4 separate regions of the Gossypium hirsutum genome follow, and all the other regions are linked to region 1. The links are chromatin contacts, called in public Hi-C maps. All regions are on one chromosome and are shown on one strand. The core of a region is the stretch at or near the end of the contact, and the rest is flanking DNA. Distances in the headings are between cores, read along the strand shown. Region 1 has its middle 16 kb from the start of LOC107937488. Region 2 holds the start of LOC107937130 (non-specific lipid-transfer protein 4). Region 3 has its middle 4.2 kb from the start of LOC107942331. Region 4 has its middle 23 kb from the start of LOC107942331.

Region 1 (3,499 bases), core at 333-2,832:
CTGTCCTTATAGTGGATAAACTGGTTTAAACTATCCTTTTTCTGTAAAAAAATTTCATTTAGAAGCACTTGTTACCAAATTTCTCCTAATCTGAGTTCAACATCGAGTGGTAAGGATAGACACTTGACGCGTTGTAATGCTTCCTAGACTGGTAATTTAAAACACTGCATGGCATAAATCGGAAGGGCCTGTAAAATTGATTTGATGAAAATTTCTTTTCCCCCAATGGACAAATTACGAATACTCCAATTCTTTGTCTTTTGGATGAATCTCTCTTTTAATTCAAGAAAACACCTCTTTTTTCTTCTAATCATTGTAGGTAAGCTTAGATACTTTTTTGGATTATTTGAAATCCGTACCCCCAAAACTCCCCCTATCTGCCCTTGTATATCGTCTTGTACGTTTTTGCTGAAATAGATTAACGACTTCTCGAAATTCACTAGCTGACCAGAGAGATTTTCATATTCATTAATTACTGCCTTAATTGCCATTGCTCCATCCATTGTTGCTTTCCCAAATAAGATGCTGTCATCAGCGAAGAAAAGATGAGTGATAGCGAGCTCCCCTCTTCCCACTTTAGCCTTTTCAACTTGTCCTTCCCTTTTAGCCTTGTTCAGAAGTTTAGAGAAACCTTCTGCACATATGATAAATAGATATGGGCTTAGTGGGTCTCCTTGCCTGATTCCTCTTTTTGGTGTAAATTCTGACTATTGGATCCCATTAATTGCAACCGAGTATGACACTGTTCGTACGCATTTCATTACAATCTCAATCCACTTTTGCAAAAGCCTAGCATTTTCATCATGCTTTCAATGAAATCCCATTTCACTCTATCATAGGCTTTACTCATATCTAGCTTTAAAGCAAAATACCCCGTGCCTCCCCCTTTTTTTTTTAAAGAGTAAAGTAATTCATATGCTATCATATGCTATCAATATGTTGTTAGTTATTTATCTTCCTAGGACAAAAGCACCTTTAACACCCTTCGAAATCTATTAACCATCATTTTTATATCAATTTGTAAATGACATTACAAAGACTTATGGGCCTAAATTGTCCCAAGTTCATAGGGGTTTGTATCTTTTGGATAAGCACAATATTGGTTATATTAATTTCCGCAAAATCCTTCCCATTATTCAATACTTGAAGGCAATAATTAACAGCGTCTTTTCCTATAATATGCCAGAATTTTTGGTAGAAAAATGCTAGAAAACCATCTTTACTTGATGCCTTGAGGGGGGCTATACTCTTTAATGCTTCCACTACCTCTTCTTCCTTAAACTCTCTAATAAGTTCTTCATTAGGAGAATCTGTAATGCATGGTTGAATTTCACTTCTAAGCCTTTCACAACTTTGTAGTGGTTTTGAAGAAAAAAGATCTTGGAAAAAAATTGGCTGCTAGTTTGTTAATGGCATTGTCCCCCTCTACCAATCCACCCCTTCTATCTTCCAGTTTTTTTATTAAATTTTTTCTTTTTACGCTGGGATGCAAAATTATGGAAAAAAGCAGTATTTCGATCCCCTATTCGTAACCAATTAGCTCTTGCCCGTTGTTCCCAGTACAATTCTTTCTTGTCGGCTTCCATGTTGAGTGCTAGCTTAACTTCTGTTAATTCTGCCAAAATATCGCTATCTAGGTCTTCTCTATTTAGATGATTAAGACGTGATTTTAAATTCTCCCTTATCTTCCATCTGGATCTGCTATTTGATTTTTCCCAAATTTTCAACTTCAACTTTAGATCTTCTAATTTTTTCGGCAGACTCTTATCATCTAAATCCCACCCTTGCTTAATCACCTTTCCAAAATTGTTTTCCAGCACCTAGTTGGCATTGAATTTAAACAAATGTTTACTATTCTCAAATCTCCCTTTTTCATGCGTCATTAAAATTACAAGACAATGATCCGAAATACTATGGCACTTACGTTAAGCTGAGAAATTCGGAAACCTTTCCCATCATAATGGATTGGCTAACCCCCTATCCAATCTCTCACGAATATTGTTGCTTGGAAGTCTCCCTCGTTCCCATGTATACCATTGTCCTGAGAATCCTAAATCATTCAGTTCACAGTCTTCCAAGGCTTCTTTAAATGCCACCATTTTTATTTCCTCCCTTAATCTGCCCCCTCTTTATTTGAAAGAGAATAGAATTTCATTAAAATCCCCCATAACAAGCCATGGCAATTGGTTGTTTCCTTTTAACTGTCTGAGAAGATTCCATGATTCTTTCCATTTCTGTTCAACTGGTGAGCCATAAAAACTTGTAAAACGCCAGCACTCTTCTTCATTATTCTCCATAACTTCTATATCAATATGAAATTTAGAATAGCTTCTTAACCTAACATCGACTTCTTCCTTCCAACTAAGAGAAAGTCCCCCTTTTGATCCTTCAGCGTACACATCAATCCCGTTTGTGTATCCACAGAACTTCCTTATTGCTTCCATCCTTATTGCATTGACTTTTGTCTTTATTAAAAACAAAAGTTGAGGCTGAAGCCGTCTCAAGTTATTTTTGAGATGTTTTATTGTTCGTGGCTACCCCATGCCACGAACATTCCAACTTAAGATTTTCATTGTGACCGGTCGGCCTGCTTATTAGCGGCCGCCGATATATCAATATTGGATGAGAGACTTGAGTTGGTAATTTGATGAATTTCTTCTATCTGTTGGACCCTTTGCCTTTTCTTCCCATCAATTAGTTTGATTGGTGTATCCTCGGTAAATTCGTTATCTTCAATTATCATGTTATGCACTTCTTCGGTTCTGTTAATTCTATGATATCTCCTATTTAGATCCCCTTCTTTGCCTTTACCTCTCACGATATTACTTTCCTCCCCTCTTTGATATCCCACCAAGCTTCTTCTTCTAATTTCGTCGTGGTCAAATTCACTATTGATCACCTCTTTTTGTTCTTCTCGATGCAATTTGCTTATATTTAATGCATCCCTTTTTGGTGCCGTAAGTAATGAGATACCCCAACCAAATTCGACTTCTTGCGATCTCAACAAAATACGTAGTGGACAGAAACTTTCTCCATGCCCTAACTGCCCACATAAAAAACAAAAGAGAGAAAGTCTTTCGTATTGAAACTTAGCGTCAGTCAATTTGTCTCTGCCATACACTATTCGTTTCATTCTTTTTAAAGGATTTCGAACATCCATACAAACCCTAATTCTCATTATTTTGCGCAGACTTTTCGTTAGAATCTTTGTATCGTAATCCAAGAACTCTCCAATAAAATTTCCCAATTGTCTTGCCATACCTTCCGACATGGATCCCAACGGTAATTCATGTACTTGTACCCAAAAGTTTGTATGTTGTAGAGGAACAGTTAATGGGTCCTCCCCTCTTATTAACTTATGGAAAATAATTAAATTTCGGTTAAAAAACCAGGGAATTCCATCGATCAACCTCTTTAAATCAATTTCATTGTAAAATCTAAAAAGAAATCTTTTTTTCCTCAATTTCCGTTATGGTAACCCCTTCAATCGGGTGCCATA
Region 2 (3,499 bases), core at 304-2,803, 360 kb after region 1:
AGAAAATAAACGTAATTATCTAAAGAAAGTTTCAAAATGAATACACACATTTAGTATTTTCAGTTTGATTTATTAATTATCTTTTTGAAACCTCTCTGTATGCATTCATTTTGAAATCCTTTTTAGATAATTACATTTATTTTCTTTAAATTAAGAGTTATTTTTTTAATTTCATGTGTGATTTATTTATTTTATTATTTTTTACATGTAATTATCTTATTGTGTTACTTAAGTAATAAATTACATTTCATTAAAAATATTTCATATCATCTACATTAATTTTTTTAATGGTACTTTCATCAAATCTGTTAGAAAAAATAGTTTAAAGAAAAAACAAAGATTGATGACCAAAAAATACTCAAAATTACAGTTAGGACCATTTTGATAAAAAATATAAACATTAATAACCAAATTTGTCATTAATCTTAAATTATATTACAATATGGATTTTATTATATTCCTAAAAGACTCATTGTTAAAGTAAATGGGAAAAAAAGGTAAAAGCCCATTGAAAAGAATGAGGGTGTCTTGGACCACTCATCACTTGAGGCTTATCCTATTAATTTTCAAAAGCCCCAAAAGGAAATATGCAAATAACCTACCATTTGCCAGTCTTGAGCCCAAAACGTGGCATTAGTTTATGTAAAAGTTGGATAAATTTAAACAGCACTTTCAAAAGATAAAGAGCAAAGCAGTAACTACTGTATTACGGCGTTTTTTGTTATAGTATTGGTATATATGGAATTTAAAATCGGAAAAAAGGAGGGTAAAAAGTAAACAGAATGGGGTAGTGTACTTACTTCCACATTTTTTGCCAGCTTGCCTGTTCCTAATATTGCATTTTTTGGGAATGGCAATAGCAATCCCAGGCATGATCCCGGCTTGCTTTGCCAATGGTGATAACAAAATAGCACAAAGGCACCTTGGAGAAGTCCTGAGTAAGGCACCCACCTTGGCGCAGCAAGCTGGAGGAACTTTAGCCCTTGCATTCCGAGCCGCTCCCAGGCATGGGCTTAAGCTTGCTGCAGCCGACCTGATTGGGGTCCTCCCACACCCTCCTGCTGCACCTACATCACTGACCAATGCATTCAAACTTATCCAAAACAAAAATAAAACAACCAGACAATAAGGTTTCAAGCTCAAAGCCATCTCTGTTACACTCTGCGAAACTCACTCTTTTCCCACACTGATTTTGCTGACCTCCACCAATGCATATTTATACACACATTTAAAAAAAAGGGGGGGGTGGGTTTGGCCTTAGGGGTGGTGAAATTTGGGTTTAGTGCGGTGGTTGTGGGAGACTTACGTGGAAGCATTTTGTGTTTTCTTCTTCCCTTAGATTATTCAAGATGTAATGATTAGTTGAATGTTCCCACTGAAAAGATCCATCGCTTGTTACTTTGGTAGATTTTGGTTCATAAATGCTATTTCCTTGGCTTTTTTGTTTAAATTTTCTGGCATGTTCTCTTCTTCAGGTTGCCTTAGGGTAGTTGGCAGTGTGAACATATGCATCGAAGGGTTTCCGTTATCTTTTTGGCATGCTTGGAGACTTTCAATAATTTGCTCCACTATGATATATTGAAATATAATAGACTATACGTGGCTTAAACTTATTAACCTACTGCTGGATATGACCTTATCTCAATAAGAAAAGCATATACATGATGTATGTGCTCTCCTGTATGCTTTCATATAACCTATATTGTTTCTTACATAACAACGCCATGCATGATCAATGAAAATCAAAGTAGAAAATAATTAAAACAACATATATTTAGTGATTTCAACCAAAAATCTGAAATTAAATCTAAGAGTCAAGCAAATTGGATTACAACCTAATTATTAGTCATTATTATCCTAAAACACACTCCAGCTAAAAGAACACATCTTATGGAAAATGATTATATGAAACTGTGATTCTATATTATTCTTGTCTCTTTCTAACGGAAGAATAACAAATCAGATTTTTCCTCTTGATTTTCTGCATTTTTAGTTGGATATGAAATTTTTCAAGAGAAAAAAGTTAAAAATCAAGAGGAAAAATCTGATTTGTCATTTTCACATTAGAAAGGGATAAAGATAACATGAAATTACAGTTTCATACAATCATTTCTCTACATCTTATTACATAATTACTATTTGTTTCATTTTATACCTTTTTCTAAATTTAATATACTTTTTTACTATTAAAAATAAAATATTTATTTTATAAATTATTAAGAGAATATATGTTATTCACTATTACCACAAATTTCTAGTCTTGAGATTGATATTAATTTTTTGACAAAAATATTATAATGAAAGGTCCAACAACTGTTTAAATTTTAATGTCAGAGTTTTGATTTTACTAATTGTTGAGTGCACTTCAATATTTTCTTTTCACTAATTGTTCTCTTTAGCTAAGGAGATTTTTTAGTAGCTTTTTTGTATTGTGTTTATTTATTTATTTAAATTTGCTAGTTTGTGAAAGAAGTGAAATTAGGTTTTTTGGTAAATTGGTTAACGGAAGTAACTGATGGTCACGAGGTTAACTTAAATTTTAACTAAGACAAGTGCACCTATCAATTGTAACTACAAGTACTTGTAATTATTGTCTTTTTATTATTTAACTGAATAATTCGAATGATCTATTAAAACTAAAATTAGCTAATTTAATTAACTAACGAACACGACAAAGAACAAAACGCGAAAATAATCGAGTAACAAACAAGAAACGAAACAATGCCGAGGAAAGAATCCGTTTAGATTTAATCTTCCACCAGCAATCAAAGTTACACAATTTCTTCACTTAACACATTGACTTGTAGAAATCACTAAATTATGCTAATATCTCTTTCGAGCATAAGAGCAACTAACTCTAGGTTGATTAATTGAAACCTTTCTAATTAAAACCCCTATTATCACATTAACTTGTGTTATCGATTCTCTTATTAGATTTGACTCTAATCTGGTCGATTCATGTCGTCCTATTTCTAGGATTGCATGTAACAACTCCACTCAATTACGCAAGATCTAATTGTAAACAGAGTCATTTCACCACTGATTTAAGCACATCGACCATGGATCAATACTCTAGAAATATCAAACCAAGAATTAAACACACATAATTGAGAACAAGAAACTAAGTATTTATTGCGTAAAATAAAAAATAAACGACAAATCATATGATTCATCTCCTTTAGGTATTTAGAAACTTAGTTCATGCTCGAAAATAGAAAAATCCAAGATACAATATAACCGAAAGAAATAAAGAAACTCACGATAATCTCCTAAGAAATCAACTGGGAATCTTCAATCTTGATAGAAATCTTCTTCCAAGTCGGCTTCAATGATGTTTTTCGAGTTGTTTTCTTGAGTATTCCCTAACGACTCCCTCTTATCTTCCTTTTTTTTTCATATGTACATCTTTGATTACCCGAAAAACCTAAAAATCATGATTTTTCACTGTTCAGTACACAATCTTGTGAAACCGACATGGCCTACAACAAATCCATATGGT
Region 3 (3,499 bases), core at 286-2,785, 330 kb before region 1:
AATGCAGTGTGAAGTACAGTATCTATATGAGATATATGAACAAATGGTCATGCCTTGAGATTTTCTCAACCTCTTATTGCACTGCTACACCTGCAGGTATGCCATGTGAATGTTTTAAACATCAGGGCACATTTTATCGTCCGCTTGACTTCAAATATGCTGAATCCCATCATAAAGCTTGGAGAGAAACCTATCATTTCAGATTATTCTTCTAGCCACTAGCCCAAGTCTTATATATACGAGTGTGTGTGTGTGAAACTTATTGAATAATCCTAGATTAGGCACTGACATATATGTTTTGTTGCAATATATTTCGAGATATACAAGTTGTGACTATATTTAAAGTTGAACCGGATTAGACCATAAATTGAGAATAGAACTCTCTATGATGGGTTTTCCTACTAAAGTAAGATAAAAAGGAAAAAGAAAAACATGCTGAGGCTCACAAAATTTGTAAGTTGTATTTTAGCTCAGCAACTCACGATGGGTTTTCGTTATACTTGGACCAAAATGTGTAAAGTTTATAATAAAAACAAAACATTGAAAAAAAATTTAAGGATAACAACAAAACAAAGGGTGTTGGATTTATCTTTCCCCTAATACTATAGCCGGTTGATGCGGCTTTTCCCTTTATAAATTTTTCTTTTTGTTTTTGTCGGAAGCATTAAAATAATGGGAAGAAAAAGAAGAAGAGTTCAAAACATAATGCTTGGATTGCTTGTTAGATTTTAGGCAAATTTAAATTTCAAAGGGTCTGCATGTAAATTTAAGCCAAGCTTATGTTTATTTTTTGTCTTCTTAATGAAAATATAAATGAATGAACGACACATGGAATATGAAAATCCTCTCTTTGGGGTATTGGAGTTTTTACACATATTGGGGACCATTTTAGCTAGAAAATAGGAAGGAACCATTCAAAGATGGTGACCCATAGATTCAACCCCAAATTGAATGTTGTAAAAGAAAAGAAAGGAAGAGAGAGGAGGAAGGGTGGGAAAGGAATGTCATTTTCATTGCATTTGTGTCCTTTTAAATGCTTATAAAAACACCATGTTTTTCAGTGCCACAGTTGAAATGGTTATAGACAGGCAATGGTCCTTCTCAAACATAAACAACACATCCAATTCACTTAAAAAACACACTCTCTCTCACACTTTATCAGATTCAGCAGCAGCTATGGCAGAGCAGAGGGACACACTGCCCTTTCCCATTAAATTTTGTTTTTCATTTGAGCCAAAAATTAAATGAATAGCAGTTGTAGCAAAAGAAACACTTTCCTCGACCACCATATTTGCGCCCTTCAATCCTTCAACCCCGTATATATATGTAGCACTAGCTGTGCCTGTGTAGGGTATTTTAGTTCAGCCAAAGGCAAAGGTGAAGCAGCCCAGAAGGGTTTCCATTATTTATTTTTATTTTATGTTTTCTGGGTTCTTTATTTATTATTTATTTATAAATGAAGGGGTTAAGGCTTAGATCTTGGGTTTGGGACCACGGGCAGCTCTTTCCCCACCTTTTAATGCAGTTTCCTTTTCCTTTTTTGTTCATCGGATAGAAATGAATGGCAGTTACGTTATTTTCACTTGCTTTGGGGGATGATTTTAAACAAATAGCTCATGCACTTACTAATGTACCCAAAATAAATTTTTTAAAAAATATATATATGGAAAGGAATTAAAAAAGTAACTTTTAACTCTATGGCAGTTAAAAGAGGGATGAAATTGAAATTGAGAGAAAGGGAGGTTAAACATTAAGAAAGATCAGGTGGAGTCGCACATTTAGTTCAACAAATTGGAAAGAAAGTAAACTAGGGAGGTAAAAAAGCAGTGCCCTTCGCCAGCCAAAAGACAAGGTCAAAACTTAAATAAAATAAAACAAATACTTTTAATTATTATTTTATATAAATATAAATATACTTGTATTGTTGAGAAAAGTTGGTTTGTCTCCTCCTTGTCTTAATCTTATTTGATAGCAACTAAAATCTCTCCCACATGGGAATGTGAGGAAAAAGGTCTACTTTTAGAATAACTTATATTTCATAGCTTTTACTTTGATTCAATATTTTAATTTAAATTTGAATGCGAAAAATTATATCATCTAATTTTTATTTGGTTTGATTTAAATGAAAATGGCATAATTATTTTATTTAATTTTAATGCTTACGGTAAAAATTATCTGACTACTTAATGAATTAAATTAATTTGATTTATTGAATCTAATTAAAACATCAAATAACTTTAGAAATGCGCAGTGATCTTTTAACTATTTCAACCCTTTACAACAAACAAATTTGAGAGAGAACCATCTCAAAATGTTTGCAGCTTTTCGATTTCCTCTATACTGCAGTTTCCTTTAATGCAAATTTTGTTGGGAATGGAAACATAAATGGATTATGATCTAAATGAATATAAAAAAAAAAGAAAAAGAAAATCAATGAGTGAAATGGGAGAAGGAACTAATACATTTTTGTTAGGATACTAATTTAAGAAGTGATTGTGAGCCAGTAACCACAACAAAACTTCACAAATTTAAGGACTAATTATAGAAATAAAATAAATCTAACACATTATCAATAAAAGAAAAAAATATATTTCATAATCTTCATATCAATTTTTTTTAAAAAAAAGAGAAATACATAATAATATCTGTTTTTTTAATGAAATATATATAAAAAAAATGTATCACTTACTTTTCCCTTTATCCTTCTTTGATTTTTTATTAGGAATATAAAAAAAACCCAATTCACGGTTTAACTTTAAAAATATATTTATTTTCTCATTTTGGTATTTAAAATTTTTTATCTCAATTTGGTACTTAAAATATCAATTTTTTCTATCTTTTGTCTATTTTGTAACGGCTATTAAACAAAATTGATTAAGCAACTTTCGCCAATGGAAAAATGTCACATGGCAATTAGCTTTACTTAAAATAAAAAAAAATTTATAATATTTTTTTGTACAAAGAAAATTATAATATTAAACATTTATAATATATATTTTAAAAAGTTTAAAAGTATTTTTTTATAAATTTCTAAAATATATAATTATAAATTGTAAAAAATTAAAATAATAAATTAAAATTAAAAATGTTATAAAAATTGGAATTGAAATATATGTTAACTTTTATAATAATTTTTATATATTATTTTAACTTTTTAAAATTTATAATTATATATTTTAAAATTTTATAAAAAAAATATTTTAATTTTTTAAAAATATTATATTTATTATATAATTTTTTTATATTTTTAATTAATATTAAAAAAAATAAAAGGGGCACTTGATGTGTTCTAATAGCACAACGTAGTCAATCAACGTCGGGGCAACAATCGGTCAACGTCATTCAACACTTGATCAAAGTCAAAAATATTTTTAATATTTAAATATTTAGTATAATAATTTTTTATTTTTAATTTTTAATTTAATATTTTATTTTGAATAAACCTAATTGCTACGTGGCTCTTTTCCATTAGGCATTAGGATTTTTTTAACGGTCATTA
Region 4 (3,499 bases), core at 530-3,029, 310 kb before region 1:
ATAACAGAGAAGTTAAGAACCTCTCTTTGAGTTGGAACAAATTTCCAGGGCATTCCATCCGCCACATCAACATTGAATTGCACTACTATCTCCCTAAAAGGATAAGAGAAAATTTCTCAAAAAAAGGCATAGAAGTACAAGAAAGATCATATCGTGATGCAAGTCTAACATCTTCATAATAGCATCTTTAGAAATGCATGAATTGAATTGAACAAACTGGCTGATGTGAAATGATGGATGATACTAAAATTTACCACCTCATTCCTATTTGTTACCCTTTTGTAAAAAAGTCGCATCTATATATAAATAAAGAGTATAATCGGAAGGGAGTGATACCCTGCAATCTGTCTTATGACACCTTTTATGGTTTTACCTCATAAAACATCCCATTCCCTTCTTGATTTGTTTCAGAAATAACATACTAAGACCATTATTGGTTTAAGTTGTTTTCCCATCATACTCAAATGTTTCTTGTAACAAACAAGTTTCAACGTTTTCCCATCATTTTTCTAATAAGAAGAATGGTAACCGGTTTCTCATTGGGGGAATAACTTCATGCTCTAAAACACTTTAAAAACAATAACAATAATAATAAATAATCATGATTACAACTAACCAAATAAACATATACATATCTAAGCAGAAAATGTCAAAAAGTAGAACTGAGAATGTTACAAGCAGAAGCAAACCACAGAACCAGGTTTAACATATAAAACAGTACAAAAACTAAGCATTGAAATAGAATCACAATAAAATTAACAGAAAGGACATTATGATAATAATCATGAAAAATATAGATGAAGATAAGCTCTTACATCCAAAGCCTAGAAAGCGCACCTTGTTACTACTATCCCATCTTTTTCATGCTGAGCAATCTTTTCTTCAACACTCTAAAGAAAACAAGTATATGTTCTGGTTGAAAACCAATAGAAAAAAGAAAAGAAGAAAAGCCTGAAAATAATAAAAGGATAGGATAAAAAATAGCACAAATGCCAATAACTTTTCCACAGCATATATATATATATATATATAGCAGACTAAAGGCAAACAACAGTCTACCAGTTCCAAATTCAAAGGAGCAAAGCAGTGTTTTCACATAAAAGAAACATATGATATGGTACCCACTATCAAACTAATCAAAAGCATCGACTAATTTACTCAAAAAGGACCAAATTTTGAGCATGAACGAGTCGAATAAAAGTAACCCATATCAGAACTAAGGACATAAAGCTTGAAATAAAATGATGAAATTAATAAAGAGAGCTTTATACCTTGGAAAGGGTATTAGCCAAAACTGACGATGGAACCCCAAATTAGTATTTGTAGCGTCTTCTTCTCGGTTTCAGCCTTGGGGCTTCTGGGAAAGTTGGAAGCTTGAAAGCGTGGGTAGCTGAAAGAAAGGAGCCGCTTTAGCCTTCACAGGAAGCTAGACGAGAGCAAAGGGAAAAATAAAACTAAACAATAGGGTTTGTCAAAGGGTTGGTCAGGATAGAAGCATGAAAAAGAGAGAGATGGTTGGAAGGAAATGGGAAGAAGAATGAAAAAAAGAAGATGATTCAGACGTGACAATGAAAAAGAGGAGAAGGTTGGAAGGAAATGGGAAGAATGAAAAAAAGAAGTTGCTTCAGACGTGAGAACGAAAAAGAGAGAGAAGGGTAAAGTTGAAACTCACACACGCTGAATGGGTATTCCGTGGATAGAGTGCCGAATGGTAAACGACAGTTTTGCCTTGAATAAGGCTGTATAGAATATGGCTGTAATAGCCTATTACAACCAACCAAACAATGGAATAAGGATGGGCCACTGAATTCACCTGTAATGGTTTAGCATTATAGCCAACTAAACACACTGCAAGTGATAAGTAGTTATCTATCTATTTATTTTATTAAAAATTTTGAATTAACTCGAAATTTAATACGATAATCAAACACATAAAAATTAAATATTACAAATTTTCAATGAAATGGATATTTTCAAAAGTTTTTCAAACTCACCCTTAATAATCTCATAAATAATAAAATTATAAGTTAATATGTGATAAAATTTTACTTTTTCTCTCATAAAAGAAAAAGTTTTATTTAACCCTTTAAAAGATGGTGTCAGAAATTAATAATAAAAAAATATAATTTATCGAGCAAAAGAATTTCTGGAAATAAAAATTTGAGGTATTTGTGTAGACTAAAATTTGACTCACTCAAGTGAAAAATAATTATTTTGAAGAAAATTGTAAAAATAGATATGTAAATTAGTTTGTAGTTATTATAGAAGTGTGCAGTTTTTTTTGTTTTTAATAAATGTGGATTGTTTATTTTTAATTTTATATTTTAATTATATTTATTCGTTTTTATAATTTTACTGAGTTAGTTGATTCAATTTGTGAAACAAACACAATGTATTTGTTTTGCAGTATAATTTGCAATGATAATAATATGTTAATATATTTTTTACAACACCACAACTTGTATATAATTTTATTGTAGTAGAACAAGCTTTATTTCGTATTTCTTTTTCATATATCACATTTATTTAGAGGTTGATACTCAACACAAATTCGGTAAATAAAATTACTTATAAATATTTTTAAATAAAGTAATAAATATTAATATAATAGTTTTTATCTCTTATTATTTTTATATAAAATATTTAGGAAAAACAACTAAAATTAAATGTTTACTGCCTGAACTTAAGACTAATGGAAGTTTATTCGTAATACTTTACCACTTCATTTATGATTTAAATTATTAAATAATTTTTGATAAATATATTTTTAATATTAAACTGTTCTTTCCACGTCTGTCTCGAAATCTAGTAATATTTTATGTGAGTGAAAAATTAATAATTTTTAAAAGAAAAATAAATTAAAAAAAGTTAGTTTTTTTTAAAATAATAATTATATTTTGTGAAAAATTAAAGTGGTTTTTTAAGTGGTGATTATTTTTAGCCTTACTTTTTATTAAAACTTAAAAGTCATAAATGCCCCTAATCATCATTTGCTACGGTAATTTTGATTTGGGTTTTTCTATAATCTACATAATTAGGTTGTTATCTTTGACTTGTGATGTCAAATCTAATCAAATTATATAAACTAGATTATGACACATTAACTATGTGAGTGAAAAAAAAAATCTAATAAATATATTTATTTAATGGTGATGTAGAAAACAAATAAAGCTTGATTAAAATGGTAAAATTAAAGGTTTAATATTTATTTAATTATAAATTTAAATTTCATTTGTGGATGAATTTTTATTAATTTATAAAAAGATAAAAACACCTTTATAATTGTATAATTTTATAAAATAATTGAATTTTTAATTACTTTCTAATTGGATTGATGCTTGATTGCCTTATAACATCAATTTAATTAAGAATTTAAATATAAAGTATAGATTAAATATGTTAAAGTTGCTGCAAATATTTTTTCAATTATAAATATTTACAACATAATACAATAAAATTTTGTTGTAAAATATCATTTTATTTGTATTAATACTTTTTT

What was found. A called contact is a pair of places that touch in the nucleus more often than the background predicts.
Region 2: a Hi-C map of leaf shows a contact between it and region 1, with 2.6 times the contacts expected there. The contact joins the promoter of LOC107937130 here to the enhancer-like site in region 1. A contact is called at or near these places in 5 of 34 Hi-C or Micro-C datasets (callus and leaf).
Region 3: a contact with region 1 is called in a Hi-C map of leaf, with 5 times the contacts expected there. The contact joins two enhancer-like sites. A contact is called at or near these places in 5 of 34 Hi-C or Micro-C datasets (callus, hypocotyl and leaf).
Region 4: a contact with region 1 is called in a Hi-C map of leaf, with 4 times the contacts expected there. The contact joins two enhancer-like sites. A contact is called at or near these places in 4 of 34 Hi-C or Micro-C datasets (callus, hypocotyl and leaf).

Annotation. Positions count from the first base shown.
Region 1 is chrA01:74,548,104-74,551,602 of Gossypium_hirsutum_v2.1, forward strand. No RefSeq gene overlaps it. Among protein-coding and RNA genes, the nearest start is that of LOC107937488, 16 kb to the left of the region's middle. Within about 2 kb of position 1,583, at least 6 of the 9 cell types and tissues checked have an H3K27ac peak or open chromatin away from gene starts, as enhancers often do. A contact at or near this core is called in leaf, where this site is marked.
Region 2 is chrA01:74,908,381-74,911,879 of Gossypium_hirsutum_v2.1, forward strand. LOC107937130 (non-specific lipid-transfer protein 4) reads right to left here and starts at 1,554. Exons shown (of 2, transcript XM_016869954.2): 1 at 801-1,554. The coding sequence starts at 1,149.
Region 3 is chrA01:74,218,751-74,222,249 of Gossypium_hirsutum_v2.1, forward strand. No RefSeq gene overlaps it. Among protein-coding and RNA genes, the nearest start is that of LOC107942331, 4.2 kb to the left of the region's middle. Within about 2 kb of position 1,536, at least 3 of the 9 cell types and tissues checked have an H3K27ac peak or open chromatin away from gene starts, as enhancers often do. A contact at or near this core is called in leaf, where this site is marked.
Region 4 is chrA01:74,237,557-74,241,055 of Gossypium_hirsutum_v2.1, forward strand. It overlaps the pseudogene LOC107942332. Among protein-coding and RNA genes, the nearest start is that of LOC107942331, 23 kb to the left of the region's middle. Within about 2 kb of position 1,780, at least 9 of the 9 cell types and tissues checked have an H3K27ac peak or open chromatin away from gene starts, as enhancers often do. A contact at or near this core is called in leaf, where this site is marked.